Linked DNA regions of Sus scrofa: region 2 is linked to region 1. Evidence: chromatin contacts called from public Hi-C data. All regions are on one chromosome and are shown on one strand. Each heading gives the region's core, a stretch centred on a gene start, on an enhancer-like site or on the middle of the called end of the contact. The rest is flanking DNA. Distances are from core to core; before and after follow the strand shown.

Region 1 (7,307 bases), core at 1,800-4,299:
CCCCTGACCACAGGCCATCACTGACCACAGCTGCTCATACTGGTTTAAAAGCGACAGAGGATAGGAGGTAAATAACTTTGAAAGGCCACCACCAGCCACCCTCAGGGTTGGCCGAGCCAGTCTGTGATTCCTGCAAGGGGATGGAGTACTCAGGTCAGCTGGTTACCTGGGCACCTCACCCGAAACACATCAGTATAATCCAGCCTTTGTTCTGCAGCTAAACTTAATCTCCCATCCTGCATAGTAAACTTATTTGTAAATTCCTTTTTTTTTTTTTTTCCCCCATTCCTGGGTCCTTCTCTTAGAAGCCCATGGCAGGAATTATATTTTATACACAGTGAGTGATTTAGGTGGCATGAGAAAAAAAAAAAAAAAAAAAAAAAAAGCTTGAGGAAATACAGTATCCATGTTATTTTTTTTTCTTTTGCTCCTTTGAAGACCTAAAATAAGAAAAATCTGTCCTTTATGTCTTACGTCTTGACAGACAGAGGTGCAGACATTTAAATAATGTCTTTTTTTCCGTTGTGAATTTAGCACATAAGAGAAAGGCAAGGGCAAAAAAAAAAAAAAAAAAAAAGCCGTCTGAAAAAGGGATCTTGCAGAATTCAACTGAATGTCTAAAAGTGCATTGTTGGTAAACAGAATCCCCTTTGTGGAGTTTCTCGGCAGCCCTACCATGCACTAAACTATTTGGTAAAAGGAGCAAGCAGGATCCTATCTTCAGGACGGCAAGTGCAAGAAAAATCAAGCCCCGGCGACTCTTCGGTTTCCCAGGACTTTTGCACTAGAGGTTGGTGTCAAGTGAAAAATAGATAAAACAATAGCACAGCCATAGGGAGGCTTTATCCCTCAGCTGCATCATCTGGGAGTGTTTCAGGCCACGGCGAAAAATACACTCTGGTCTTGAGCTGACAACTCCGGTCATTTAGTTCTTAGAATGCAGATTTAAGGACGCAGGCGGAAGCACAGACAACGCTGCCTGCCGGCAAAGGTGTTTTTTTTTTTTTTTTTTTTTTTTTTTAGGGTTTGTGCGATTTGAGAGCCGTGGTGTGCAGACCAGGAGGGTTCCTTAAGGGCCACCAAGCACAGCCCTCTCTGCTGGGAGTGCAGCTGGAAAGCTCTGTGGCTCTGCAGTTAGGGCAGAATTCGAGATATCCCGTCCTTTTCTTCAACTCTTTGTACCAAATATACTCAAGAGTGAAAAATACAGGCCATGTCCTCACGTCTTTCCCAGGAATAGAAAATTAATTCTTTGCATATATACACATACAAACTGCAGCTCGAGACACTGGCCCTGCAAGATCCTGCGTCTGGATTTTGATAACTGGTCATGTATTCAAATTTCCATTTGAATATAAATCAAGAAGCACAGGGAAATAGAGAGTTTAAGGGAACTTGAGTCTTTGTTGTTGGTTTAAAGTTTTGTCTTTCTTTTTCCCCATTCTTACCCAAATAAAACTGCATTATGCTGAACCACACAGCCGCCGGTGTGGCCAGGGGCTGGCTATACCCTTGGAAAGCAAAACCCATGCAAGGGTATGGAGCACAGTACCTGTGACCTGCAGGCAGACTGCAGCAACACTGAGTATTTCAATGTCATTGTGACAGTGCCCTTTGCAACGTCTGACCTCCATTCAGAAAGCAGTCGGGGTAGTTTGTTCCAGGCATCTGCTGATGGACTTCCTGGTATTTTAAGGGATGCTTTTCACTGTGATTGCCTGGAAAGAACAAGATCCACTGCAGACACCTGACAGAGGGTGAGACATTTGCCACTGGACAAAGATAGAGTTTGAAGAATGGATTCCATATTTAATCTATTTTCTAAAGTCAGCAGGGACGTTAACAGGAAAGCTAAAACCGGAACTGACTCTATGAAGGGATTCCTCTTAAAATGGACGGGGTTTTCTGGGGGGAAACATATACCAAAAACAAACAATCAAAAAATCCTTTCCCTGTATTTCTCTTGGAATTGAACTGTGCACAGCCACGGGCAGCTCCGCATAGAAAGATTCATGTTTTGTCCTTGTGGACCACACCATTGGTCGATGGTGCTCAGAGCACACATACACCTGGTTCAAGGAGTCCTGCTCAGAAGATGTTTTTCATATGGGCAAAAATGCACATTAACCAAATTAGGTGATTTCACTTAAAAATGTGAGCCATCCTTCCCTTTCACATTCTAGCAACCTGAACATTTCTCAATCTGCAGCAAGGGCAGCGTTTCATAGCTGTGTTTATATTATGCTTAGCTGGCTGTTCTGCTCACGTAACTCACTTCATCCTTTAAAAAAAAAAAAAAGAAAAAAGAATTGCAGGAAAAAAATTAACATCTTTTTTTTTCTTGAACATTTTAAGGCAAGCACCTACCTTCTAATGGTAGAACTTTATTTTCTTCCTTATAGTAAATATATAGTACTGAAATTCCAAAGGTTTCTGCTGCATTTCATCTGTCACCTCAAGTCAAAACCATAGAGTTCAGCTATAAAAGAATATAATAAATTTAACCTGACCTAACTGGGGATTTTTAAGCAGCCAATTTTTCTTTTAATTGTATATCTGTGAGCTCCCTATGCCCACATATAAATAGTCTTTTTTTTTTTTTCCCCTTTTTTTTGGCCGGTTCTTTCTTGAGTTCAAACTTATGGACCTATGTAGGATTATTTCTGCTTAAACGAAAGTGTTTTCAAAAGATTTTAAGGCAAGATGCCATCTGGGGAGAAAATGCAATACTTAAGGAAACTTTGAAGGATGTAGTTTCACCTCGCCGCCCATCTCCTGCATTTTCGGGGGCACCCTGTTCTGGGCGGTAGGCGCCTGCCAGCCGGACTGTCCCTCTCCGAGGACCCAGGACCAGGCACCCTGGCCCCCAGCCCAGCCTGCTCGCTCTTTAGCGCTCATCGGGCTGGTATTTTCTACAGCGAAGTAAACTTCCGCACCCCGGTTCAAATGTAATCAATGTTTTGTTTTGCAGCCTTTGTAGATTGAGCCTTTGTTAGGCGAGCACGTCTTGTTTCCCCAACACCCGAGGAAATCCTCGGCGTCAGAGTGCCCCCAAAAGGCAGCCCGGGAAATGAGCAGGGGCGCGCTGACCTTTAGCGAGACAGCTAAGGTTATGCACATAACATTTGCTTGTTTACTTTGCAAAATAAGCAACGGAGTTGGAAACTCCGAGCGAGCTTCAGCCCGCGCCTCCGCTCACTTAAAAAACAACAACTCGGGGAACCGAGGCGGCCGATCTTCTCAGCTCCAGCGCGGAGCCCGGATCCGCTTTGCTCTGTATCTATCCTGATGCAACTTTAATAACGTTAGCCAAGACTGCTCAGAAAATCACAGCTGTAGCTGGAGGCAAAGAGAAAAAAAAAAAAAAGAGGAGGGAAAAAAATCCGCTAAAACGAGGTGCTGCTCCCCAGCCTCACCTAGGAGCCGGGTGGCGCGGGGCGCGCGGAGGCAGCGGCCACCGGATCGATGGCGCGGTGGGCTGATGGCCACGGGTCGTTTTGATGGATATGACTGTAAAAAAAAAAAAAGTCCAGATTGGTTCACAGTGGACCTCAAACCGTGTCAGCTAAAACCAAAGAGACAAAAAAGTGACAGCTGTGGAGAGTGCACTGCAGGCAGTCAGCGGCGCCTGTGATTTATTGTTCCATCTGCCTCGCCGCTGTGAGGACAAGTTCCCCCTGATTTGGTTAAAATGAAAAGGACCTCAGAGAGCGCAACGTGGGTTTTGAAAATGTGCAGAAACTTTTTTTTTTATTCCCTGATTTATGTCCCTTTCCCCCTCCAGAAAGTCTGCACCGCCCCCCACCCCTTTTGCCCTGGCAGCTCAAGGCAGCGGGGGCGGGGGTGGGGGGGGGAGATTGCATCCACCCTCGCCCCCACCCCACCCCGGGGCCGCCTGGATTTGGGGATCCGGGGCTTAGAGCCCCCATCGCAGCCGGGCGCGGGGGGGGGGCGCCACGCGCGGAGGGAGCGGAGGTGGTGGGCGCCTTGCGGGCCAGGCGGGGACCCCTGTGCTGAGCCCCGAAGATGGAGCAGGGACCTCGGCTGAGCACCCGTCCTGGCTGCAAACCACCGCCGCCCCCCCCCCCCCGTCCCGAAACCATTGTCCCCTGGAAGTTCAGCCCCCTGTCCTGGATTCTAATAAAAGTTTTATGCCGGTCAGCACATTTTCAGCCAATTTCCCATGAAGAGGCCTGTTGGTGTCGATGGTGCATGGAAAGTTCTGCTCCCTCCTGCCTCGGCGCGGGGCCTCTGGAGCCCTGACCCGGTGGCCAGCACTTCCTGGCTGGAGGTTTTTGGCCTCCCAGGTCCAACCTGGTGTCAGAAGCTGGCCTGTCTTCTGTCTCAGGATGTTGGTTTTACCTCTCAAGTGTTTCCTGAATTTGTGAAAATTCTTTTTCTAGCCGCTTGTCTGTAGTGGCTTCATGCTCACAAAAATATTTACTTTTTTTTTTTTTTTTTTGCAAGGGAAAGAGAAAAGAGGAGAGGATGGAGATGGGGGGAGGGGACAGGGAAAGTGGCAGAAAGAGGGAGAAAGAGCCAGGCTTGGCAGCTACCGTGCAGCAGGGGCTGCCCCCAGGGGGCCAGTCCTACTTTCAGAGCGTGTTCCTGTCAGGCTGGGGTCACCATCTTTTACCTCTTTTTTCCATTATTCAAAATAAGTATTGATGTTATGTTTTAGCTATTTAAAAGCCAGCTGCCTTGCTCATTTCAGATGCTTTTCCTGGTATGATTGTATGTGGTAATAGCTGGTCTGTGTATCGTCTTTCACAAAATCTAGCCTTTCAGAGCCTTGGTCTTCAAATGATATCAATCAAAATTTATGCAATTCAAAATCCATATGTATAGAGTCCCAGTTCACCTCATTTCATGATAATAGTACACCACATGTTGTGTACATGTCGAAAACACTTTTCTCGTTCTTGACTGTGTTAACCCCAGGGGCACCCCGTTCTGTACAGCTTTTGCCCGATGGAGCAGCATAATACATTGATTAATACTTGGCAACGACGGAAAACTTGAATAATAAAATGGTGAACAAGGTAAATGCAAACTAAGAAAACACGGAGCGTGTCAATAACATTTGAAGATGGGTGTTAACGTCGACAGCCCAGGCAGACCGAAGAGGCAGGACAGCCCGGTAATTCGGACGGAGGGACCCATCTCTTCCGCACTGTCTTCAGGGCCTGTGGCAAAGCAGCCATTTGGTCCAGGGCCGGGGTCCTTCCTTGAGCTTGAGTTGGGGGGAGTGGCCCTCTGCCCCGCCCCAGCCTGGGCAGCTCTGGACATGGGCCTGTTGCTTCTGTGCTTGTGCGTGGAGCAGAGAGGGTGGGAGGAAAAAAAAAAAAAAAAAACAAGAAAAAGAAAAACCAGTAGGATCACCATGGAATTAGCCCATCATTATAACACCTTAATCTTAGGTGGGAAAAATTAAAGAGGGATTTGGGGGAGTTCATTTGAATTAGCTCTGAGACCTGGTCAACATCATACTTGAGGTTTTTATGCTTTGTTTTGTTTCATTTACAAGTAAGAGCTGATAAGTAGGTGGTTCACGGAGATGAATTCGCTGTGCCTGGGTGGAACGTCCTGATGGGCACGCTGGATTCTGCACAGACTGTTTGTAAGGACACCCTGCCAGGTGTGTGTGTTCTTTAAATGCCACGATCCTTTCATACGATCTATTTTTATCAAAGGCCAAATTGATAACTGTTGCAGGAGAGCATTTGCCTCTGACAGGATGCATTATTTACTTCAGATCCAATATACATTACCAATAAGATTTGCTTTCATGGAAAAGCATTAAGACATTTGGCAGGGGGAGAGCCGAACCTTTCCCTTAATTTGTTTTGGCAACTCTGAAAAATAGAGGTCATTACACGCGCTTCCCCCAGAAACATAACAGGGAACACATATTTTAAGAAAATCGAGATATAATTAAAAATACTGCAGTGTCTTCAGGACCGAGAAGGCGTGCGGAGGTTCGTGTGAGTCTCCTGTGCCTGAGATCCGGAGGCCCCCAGCCTGGATTTTACGAGGAACAGAAAATCAGACATGACGACGGAAAGCCTTTCTCTTGGAAATCCTTAACAACGCACGCCATAATGCCAATTAGTCAGCACCAAACCAAAGTGGTTTCTTTTTTTTTTCCTCCCCGAAAACACGCCTTTTGGAAGCCTCTGTGCATGTCTTCACATCTCTGTCTTGGGCTATCAGACGTTTGTATGAAAATGGATACTGAAAAATTAAGCCCGCTCTTGTTTTGATTAACTGCAGTCGGTTCCTACGAGCACAAGGTGAAAACGCAGGGAACACTGCAAGCGTGTCTTCCTTCTCTGCCCTCCAAACGAGCCAAGCCGGAGCAGGAAAGCTGTTGACAAATTAATACTTTAAGAAAATAAACTCTGGTCATGTTCAACACAGAGCAACTTTATCCTGATTAATTTGTGTTGGAGGCTCTCCAGCCCCCATTTACAAAGCCCCGTAGTTTGTACAAATGTAATTTCCTAATATTTACATGAGGAAAGCCTCAGCAGTTAAGCTTTGCCTCCAGTGTGAGTTTTGTGGTTTGTAAAAAGACAATAAAAATACAGAGAGGTAATTGTAAGCACATTGGAAAAAGAAAGGAAAAAAGAAAGGATTTTTTTCCCCTCTCCTCCTCCCTGCACAGCCCTATAAAAATGGGCTGTGTGTGCAGACGCTCAGGCAGCGGAGTTTTAAGTAATGTAACACCTAATACTCAGTAACGTATTCCTGCAACTGAATACAGCTAACAAGCTCACAGAACACCCACCGTTGTTCTTAACGTGGATCCTTTGCATCCTGACATAATTCATCTTTGTCCGTCTACATGGATAGGCTTGTCATTTTATGCCTTTATTTATATCGACTGTGAGGCCCTTGTATGACTGTCTGATTTAATAAATAGGAAAAAAGAAAGAAAAACGCCGTGGTAATGTGTTGCTTTGTTCTGAGAATATTAAAAAAATAACCTTTAGTTCTAATGAGATTTTCCCCATCAGTTTACACAATTTTCCAGATGCAAAATGAGCTTTTGGCTGTAAAATATTTTATCACATTGTCTTACACAATAAAGATTAGATGTTTTCTCTCTCTCAACTGCACTGCAATTATTTTTTAGTGTTTGCAAATCATAATATCATTTAAAAACCATATTTTATACCTCATCTAAAATACTTTTATAGCAGTGGGATGAAAAAAAATAACATCTATTTAACTACTCTTTTTAAGTGGCTGTTATGTGCTTTAGTATAATTTCCCAGGAAAAGGCAGAGCTAAAAAGCTTAGCT
Region 2 (7,307 bases), core at 2,920-5,419, 450 kb before region 1:
GATGTGAGTAATGGTGGAAAGCGCGGTTTATTTGTTTCCAGTGAAGGGCAGCGTAATTTTATTTGGGGAAAACTTAGGCACTTCGGCTCAGGCAACTGGACAAGTCTGAAAAGGACTGTTCTTAGCGTGGGTAAGGTAACTTCCATGGGCCTGCCTCTTAAAGTATGTTAAATAATAAATAACTTATTAAAACATGTTCAATGTAATAATGGCCTTTTTCATGAATTGTTGTAAAAGAGAGATTAGAAAAGGAGGGAAGCAGCCTTCAGGGGGAAATAACGGGAATTTCCAGCAGTAGAGTTGGGTAATGGTTCTATATTTTTAACATGTGCCTGTACTCCATTCATAGTCATTTAAGTGCTTAAATAAGCACAATAAATGTAAATAATTTACTGCTTTGCAAACAGAAAATTGGGCAGAAAAGTAATTTTGAAGAGCGAGTCGGCTTGCAGTCTTCCGTGATGTGGGGCCCTGTGAAATGCAGCTGACATGGCTGTTCATTAAGCTGCTGTTCCTGAGCCTTCTTCACTTCCATTAGCGATTAATTCAGACAGATATTTAACTTAATAAGGTAAGCAAATAAACAAAAGAAGTGCTTTCTGTGCCTTAAGGTTTTTAGACCCCTAATTGCCTTTGTGCACTAATTATCAAGATGAATATCGCACACTTTTCTCACTTCGCGTCTGCCTTGCAAAAGGAGAAAGAAAAAAAAAAATGCCACCGGGGTATTTTGAAATCCTTTACGTGGGAAAGGGTGAAAGAGTTTTCCTTCCAAGGACAAAATGACCACCCACCAAAACGAGAGACTGCGGCGAAGTTGTGCGTGGATTTTTTAAAACATTAGCTGAGCTGGAAGCCACACACATCAGTACCGAGAGAACAGAGCTTGAATGGAATTCTCAGCCAGGAAACGAACCCTCCTGCCACACGGAGAAATCAGACTTGGGGAAGGAGTGGGTAGGCTGTGTTTCGGCTTCGCTCCTGGGGTCTCCGGGTGATGTTTTGGAAGCGGCATTCATCCATCAAAGCCTCACGGGCTGGCCATCCTATGGAAAAGTTTGTAGTCACTTCAGACCCTGTGGAGTTATCCACACTTTGTGATTCGCGATAAACCCCTGGCTGGTCCTTTAATATTTACTGTAATAATATTATTCATAATGGAGTCATTCCGTATTCATGTGGATATAATACGTAATTCCGTTGTAATTTAGCATTAATTAATGTCCACTTATTGCTGCAGATTCTAGTATAGGAAACAATTTCTGATAAGAGACACCAGTGTAATTTAAGAATGAGTGTGATTGTAATTTGAATAATGAGATGCATTGCTTCGTGTCTTCAAGCCACCGTCCCCCCCATTCCCCCACACCCACGTGAACCCAGAGGACTCTCACACGCACCGCGCACACGCGTGCACACGTGCAGGCACGCGTGCACAGGGAGTGCGGGACGGAGGAGGCGTGCGTGAAGTCCACCTGAGGTTGACGTGTTTGGGAGCCTGTTCGATGGGACTTGCAGAGGGTGAAGTTGGCCACTCTCAGAGCTTTATGGCCACGGCCATACCCACGCAAGTGGCTGATTCCGTCTTTTTCCTGGAAAAACAAAACCAAACTTAACACTGTGGTGAGGCGGTTGGCCTTTAATACAGAGGCAAACTATTTTTAAAGTGACAGTGACAAAGGGACTTTCGAAATCAAGGCAAACGCCCCTGAATCTACGTATTCACCCCTCTGCCCACCCCGTCTAGAGGTCTGCCGCCTTTGGGGCCCACCCCCTTCGCGGGCTTCACACTGCCGCCCCTCCGGAGGGGCCGCCTGGGAAAGCTCAGGGGTGAAGGTGCTTAAGTGGGAAGGGGTCGCCGGCGGGAGAGGCCCACCGACCGCCGTGCCCCCGGAGTAACTCTTTCGCTGCAGACAGCTAATTGCTCCTTGCTGCTCTTGTAAAAAGTCCTGAAGCTCCACCACTCCTCCGACGTGAACTTGATACCACATTTCACTCCTTCTTCTTGTAGCATTCGGGGATTTTAAACCTCCTTTTCCTTTAATTCTTTTCTTTCTTTAATGGGTGACTGGATAAATTCAGCGGTGGATTTTTGTGACACTAAAACAGCAGATAAGTGTATGATGCACTCTCGCTATGTGGTTTAAAAATCCCTCACCATATGTTTCCTCACTGGAATGCCTCGTCTTGCAAAATTACAGGAACCGAAGCTTAAAAACACAATTAGGTAGTTTAAAATGAAGTATTAAAGAAATACCGCACATATTCAGATGCCTGCAATGTTTTCTTCCGCTCTCCTTTTTTGGTTTTGTTTTGTTCTTGGAGTATTCCAAAAGCCTCTACTGTATTTGATTTTTATACTAATCATGCCCCATATTTTTTGGATTATGTTATATAGGCTGTGGTTAAATTATAAATGAAAGGGTGAACTACCAGACTTCTTGTCATAACAGCAGCTTTTATGTTGTTACAGAAAATGCAAAAAAAAAAAAAAAGAAGGTGTTTTGCGTTGAAGGGTCCCCTCGCTTATTTTGTGCTGCTTAATGGATATAGGCAGACAAGCAAAGCAATTTGTAGAAATGTTTTTTGCAGTATTTTGAAAATTACAGCACCCTCTCCATCCTCTGAGGGGAAAATGAAAGAAAACTAAATACACAATGCATCCTAACAGCTTTCTCTGCTTTCCCTGTGGTTTTATGCCTCCCTTCCTACAAAATACACGCACACACACACAAACCTACACACGCGCACACACACACGCATGTGTGTACACATGAACTCAGAGCCTACTTCAAGTTCAATTTCTTACCAAGTTATAAGCCGAATGAACTATTTTATGTGGTGGCAAAACCCAAAAGCCATCGTCCACAATGCCCAGTGCCTTCTTCAGTTGTTTAAAAAAAAGCAAAGGGGACAAAAAGCCCGCATGCTCAGAGTATGAAAAAAGGAATCAAGTAACGCCTGGTAATCTCTATGCATTTTTGTTTGCCCATTAAACTTATTTCAAGTTCACTATACATGACAACACAGCCCTTGACTGAAAGGCCACTTTATGTCCTTATCCTAGTGGGCTGGAGTTTTCAGATAGAATTTATACTCAGCAAATTGATGAAATATTTCGTTTACAGGCTGTGGCATTTTAGGTCCATTGTAACTGCATCACTTAAAAGACTTTGCTATGGTGCAGGCACGAAGAAGAATTTTCTGCATTAAATCGACCGCCATGCTCCACCGTTTGAATTTTTGGCCCCCAACTTTTGCCAACTGGAAGGGGGTAAGAGGTCAGAAACGCCCGAGGAAGCGGGATGGATGATCTCTTTGCATGAAGTCATTTGTTGGGCTCTTTCTAATGGAGGGCGAGATTTCACCGTATCTGCTGGAGCTGCAGAGCAGTTTTCCATAAAGAGCAGATCCTATGCAAAAATCAATAGCATAGCTTATGCCCTTCATTTGTAGATAAGTGTATTCTTGAATGTCTGAAAGAATATTTGATGTGGAACTTAAAACAGTGCTGGAAACATAGCTCGGCCTTAATTGCCTTTCACTCTGCAGTGAAGCGAGCCCCTTCGCCAAGGAAGCGGGTAGGAGAGAACGGGCACCCTGGCCGCCTTCATGCTCTGAGCAGTGGGCTTCCCTCTTTTGCTCTCCTGGAACCAGCCTTGAGGGCTGTGGTTTGCTTTTTTTTTTTTTGGCTTCCTTGGATGAACTGTCTTCCCGAGATAACACGCCTTCTTTCGCAGCGCTTGGCGGAGTTTGGTTTGGGGCTCCCTCTGAGCAACGCGAACTTGGCCTTGCTGCTTGCTGGTGTCTTAGGCGAATCCCTTCACTCCTGTTACGAATCAGGGTGCTCGGGAAACAGCCCGGAGCCATACAGCTGATTATTTCACCAAATTTGCATCTTTTCAACAGTAATGGGGACGCCTTCCACAAATGCTCCCAGGCTCTAAATAGATGTTAAGTGGTTGTTTCTAGTTGCTTCCCTCTCCACTCCCCAGAGAGCCCCTCTCTGTCCCACCCGCTCCCAGCCTCGCGTGGAGCCTGCTGGCCGTGAGGCCTGTCCAGACCTGGCACCCTGTCCCCGAGGCCTGACACGGACAGGCTGGGCCTGTCATCCTGGCTGTGGTCCTCCTGGGAAGCCTGGGCACAGAGGCTGGGCCTCACACCCGGGGCTCTAGAAGGAGGCCCGGAGAGTCCTCGGGCTTGGCTACGGCACACGCCAGGCTCGCGGGGCTGGGGTCTCAGCTGTGCCGTGGGTGTCAGGAGGGGCGGATGGGAGTGAGCTCAGCTCCGGGGAAGGGGGACAAAGGAGCCAGCCCCCAAGGCCAGGGATCCCCCCATCACTGGTAGCTGGCCCTGGGCTGAGGGGGGCAGGCGGTCCCAGAGTTAATATTTTTTGAATATGGCTTTGATTAAAAATAGGATAAAGTTTTGTGTTCTGAAAATGTACCAGATGTTTGTTCTAATTTTTTAACGACCTTCTGCTGGCCCCTGGGCCGTTGGCCATGACCGCGTGGGCTTCCAGTGGATCAGACCTGCTGTTCTCTCCGTGCGGCTGGGGCTTGTTCAGAGCGACGGGCCGGCAGCGCTTGGCCCCCAGTGGCTCCCGGTGGGGTGGGGGGCTTTCCAGGAGAGAATGTTCTGGTGGGTCTGGTCTGCTTCCTGCAGCTCCTTGGGAGGTTGGACAAGCCCGCGCTTGGTTCTCAGGAGGGGAAGGGGCTTGGGCAGGGCCAAGGTGCCCCCTCCCCTTCCTCCAGGGCCCACCTGTTTCTGTTAAGCTTCTTGAGGGCCCCGCTTCGGCACCTCCAGCTCTGTAGGGTGGGATAGAAGGTAGAGCTCTCTGGGCTTCTCCAGCAGGCTTGTCCCTCAGCCTGGAAAGCGGCCTTGCCTTTCCCTCTAGGAGGTGCACCTGTCGTGCTCGTGCAAACTTGTTCGCCTGTTTGTGCTCCAGGGAGGTAAAGAAAGTTTGTTCCAAACTGTGCCTGGAAAAGCGCAAGTTTTATTGACAATCAATAGGTGGTGAGTTTCTTTCCTTTAAAATCACCCAACAGGGGAATCCGTTCTTTGGCGCCATAGTGGATTAAAATCCACACTGTTCTTAATTTTTCTGTCGCGTTGATTTAGGACAAAATCCATTTCCTCAAAGTTCAACTTTTGCTGTTGTTCAAGGGATGCAAATATTTATCCTTTAGACTTAAAGCCTTGGTAAGTAAGATTGGCTCTGTTTTCCTTTTCTTTGTCCGTGGGGGTCCAGACTGAGGAGAACAGACCACGACGACCTACGCAGGAAAACGTACACGTGGAAAAGCCCAAGCCAATCCTTTGCACATCTCCTGTTTGTTGTGAAATGAGGCAACGCAAAGGCTTAAGTGACATCTTTCTTTGTAGAAAAACTGAAAAGGAGGATGGGGTCCAGCCTTTCTCTCTGGAAGGCACATCTCATCATCGACAAGAAGAAGGAGGGGAAAGAAAATGATGGGACCCATTTTCTTGTTGAAGCAACAGAGGCCCCAGTGAGGGAACCTGGGCCCACGGAAGAGTCTTTAAGAAAACCCGTCATGCAAGAGCCAAGAGACACTGGCTCCCCGCTGGACAGAGTGAAGGGCCCGCCTGAATGAGCATGAGGCACGGAGTCCGGGCGGGATGTCCTCACAGGTATCTTTAGGGCTGCACCCCATCCCGCCATGGAGAAAACTACAGAACAGTAACGGTCATGCCCAGCGAAGGCACTGGACGCTTGGAGTGACCTGGTCGTGCCTGAGAGCCGCGTCCCATCTGATGAGGCCCGGGTCTTAGCCACGACCGACATAGGAAGGATGGCTGAGGAGCTTCCATTTTCATCAGGAAGTTGTGAGGCCTCCCCTCCCTCCACGAAACAAACCCAAACACCCCCCGCCCCCATTTCCACCTGCCCCCCCAACCCCCCGGTGGGCATCAGCCCTCTGTGCTTCGTGCCTGCCTGCCGTCGCTCTACATCCGGCCCCTCGATCACCTTGAATAAAATATTATGCACAGAATTTAATAGCTTCAGGACGGTCCTTTCATATGTGTCTTAAAATTCTCCTTTCATTTTATGTGTCAGTATATTTCCAGACACTAGTATAAAAGCTATGTCAGCAGAAACAAACCGAAATTAGAAAAAAAGACCTAATCTGCTGTTAATAACTAGGTAAGATTATTTGTTACTTTCCTATCTAGATATTTTTCCTTTTTCTTATTTTTTTTTTCTTTCCTATTGAGAAAGTACATTTTACAGTACATAGATGTGAAATGCAGAAACAAATTTAAAATGCCCTCAGTTCAGGTAAGGTGCCATCATGCATGCATATTTTTTTCAATTTAAGTCATGTGTCTGCACCTTTTTTTCCTTTATCTCCTGTGAAACGTATGTTAATATCCTGGACTCCTGAGGCACAGAGCAGTGCAATGCTGTTTATTTGTTGGTGCACTTACATGTAACAGGACAGAGAGGCTGGGTGGATTCTCGGAAGATTTGTCAGAAATCCTGGGTTTTTAGATATATGCCCCTGGAGTCTCACCCAAGTCGCAGTTTCTGGCTTCCCCCTCGCCAGCCCCCTTTCACGTCTCTGGGAACCCCACTGCTGTTGTCCACACTCGCGCTCTGACCTGTGCTGCTCGGAAATTTTCGAGATGAAGTCATTGCTGGTTTGAGTTACTGGAGGGATGTTAATTCGTCCAGCTGGGCTGGCTCACCCACAGCCCGGGCTCTGGGCCTTGACAGCCACCCTCAGCGAGGCATCCCACAGGAAGGAAGGGGCCAGCAGAGGGGACGGAGGAGGAGACGGGGGTGGGGGGGGTGTCACAGCGCCGCTCCTGCGAGGGTGACCACGGGGAAAAGAAAGGAGAGAAAGCTGCCCACCGATCCGGCAAGAGCTTCACCAAGAGCGCCTGTCGTTAAAATTTGAGTCCAAGTCCTGGGAAATGATCAGTTACTGGATTGCCAAGTGGGCCGCGAAACACACACTCAGCGTCGGTTGCCATGCGTGTTCACACGCGCCTGTGTGATACGCGACGCTGTGTGCTACCGGCTCTGTGGGCCCCTGCAAGGCAGTCCCTTTGTTGCAAAGAGTGGGTGGGCCTCAGGCCCTGCAGGTCCACCGCCCGGCAGTGGAATCGTCCACACTCGCTTCGTGGACTTTGCAGCTTCTGCGCAGGAGTCCACCGGCCCCTGCCCCCCGCACCTCGAGGAGGTGAGGGGTGGGGAGGAGAGCCCCCTCCGCCCCCCAGATCACGGCATGTTCCTGACCTCTCTACTCACACATCGACCACATAACATCCAGATGTCCAAA

The links. A called contact is a pair of places that touch in the nucleus more often than the background predicts.
Region 2: a Hi-C map of skeletal muscle shows a contact between it and region 1, with 11 times the contacts expected there. The contact joins two enhancer-like sites. A contact is called at or near these places in 5 of 47 Hi-C or Micro-C datasets (embryonic fibroblasts, epiblast stem cells, fetal skeletal muscle and 2 more) and 1 of 2 datasets of contacts at active chromatin or transcription factors (skeletal muscle).

Annotation. Positions count from the first base shown.
Region 1 is chr14:137,625,978-137,633,284 of Sscrofa11.1, reverse strand. No RefSeq gene overlaps it. Among named protein-coding and RNA genes, the nearest start is that of MKI67, 330 kb to the right of the region's middle. Within about 2 kb of position 3,049, at least 14 of the 83 cell types and tissues checked have an H3K27ac peak or open chromatin away from gene starts, as enhancers often do. A contact at or near this core is called in skeletal muscle, where this site is marked.
Region 2 is chr14:138,077,248-138,084,554 of Sscrofa11.1, reverse strand. No RefSeq gene overlaps it. Among named protein-coding and RNA genes, the nearest start is that of MGMT, 420 kb to the left of the region's middle. Within about 2 kb of position 4,169, at least 4 of the 83 cell types and tissues checked have an H3K27ac peak or open chromatin away from gene starts, as enhancers often do. A contact at or near this core is called in skeletal muscle, where this site is marked.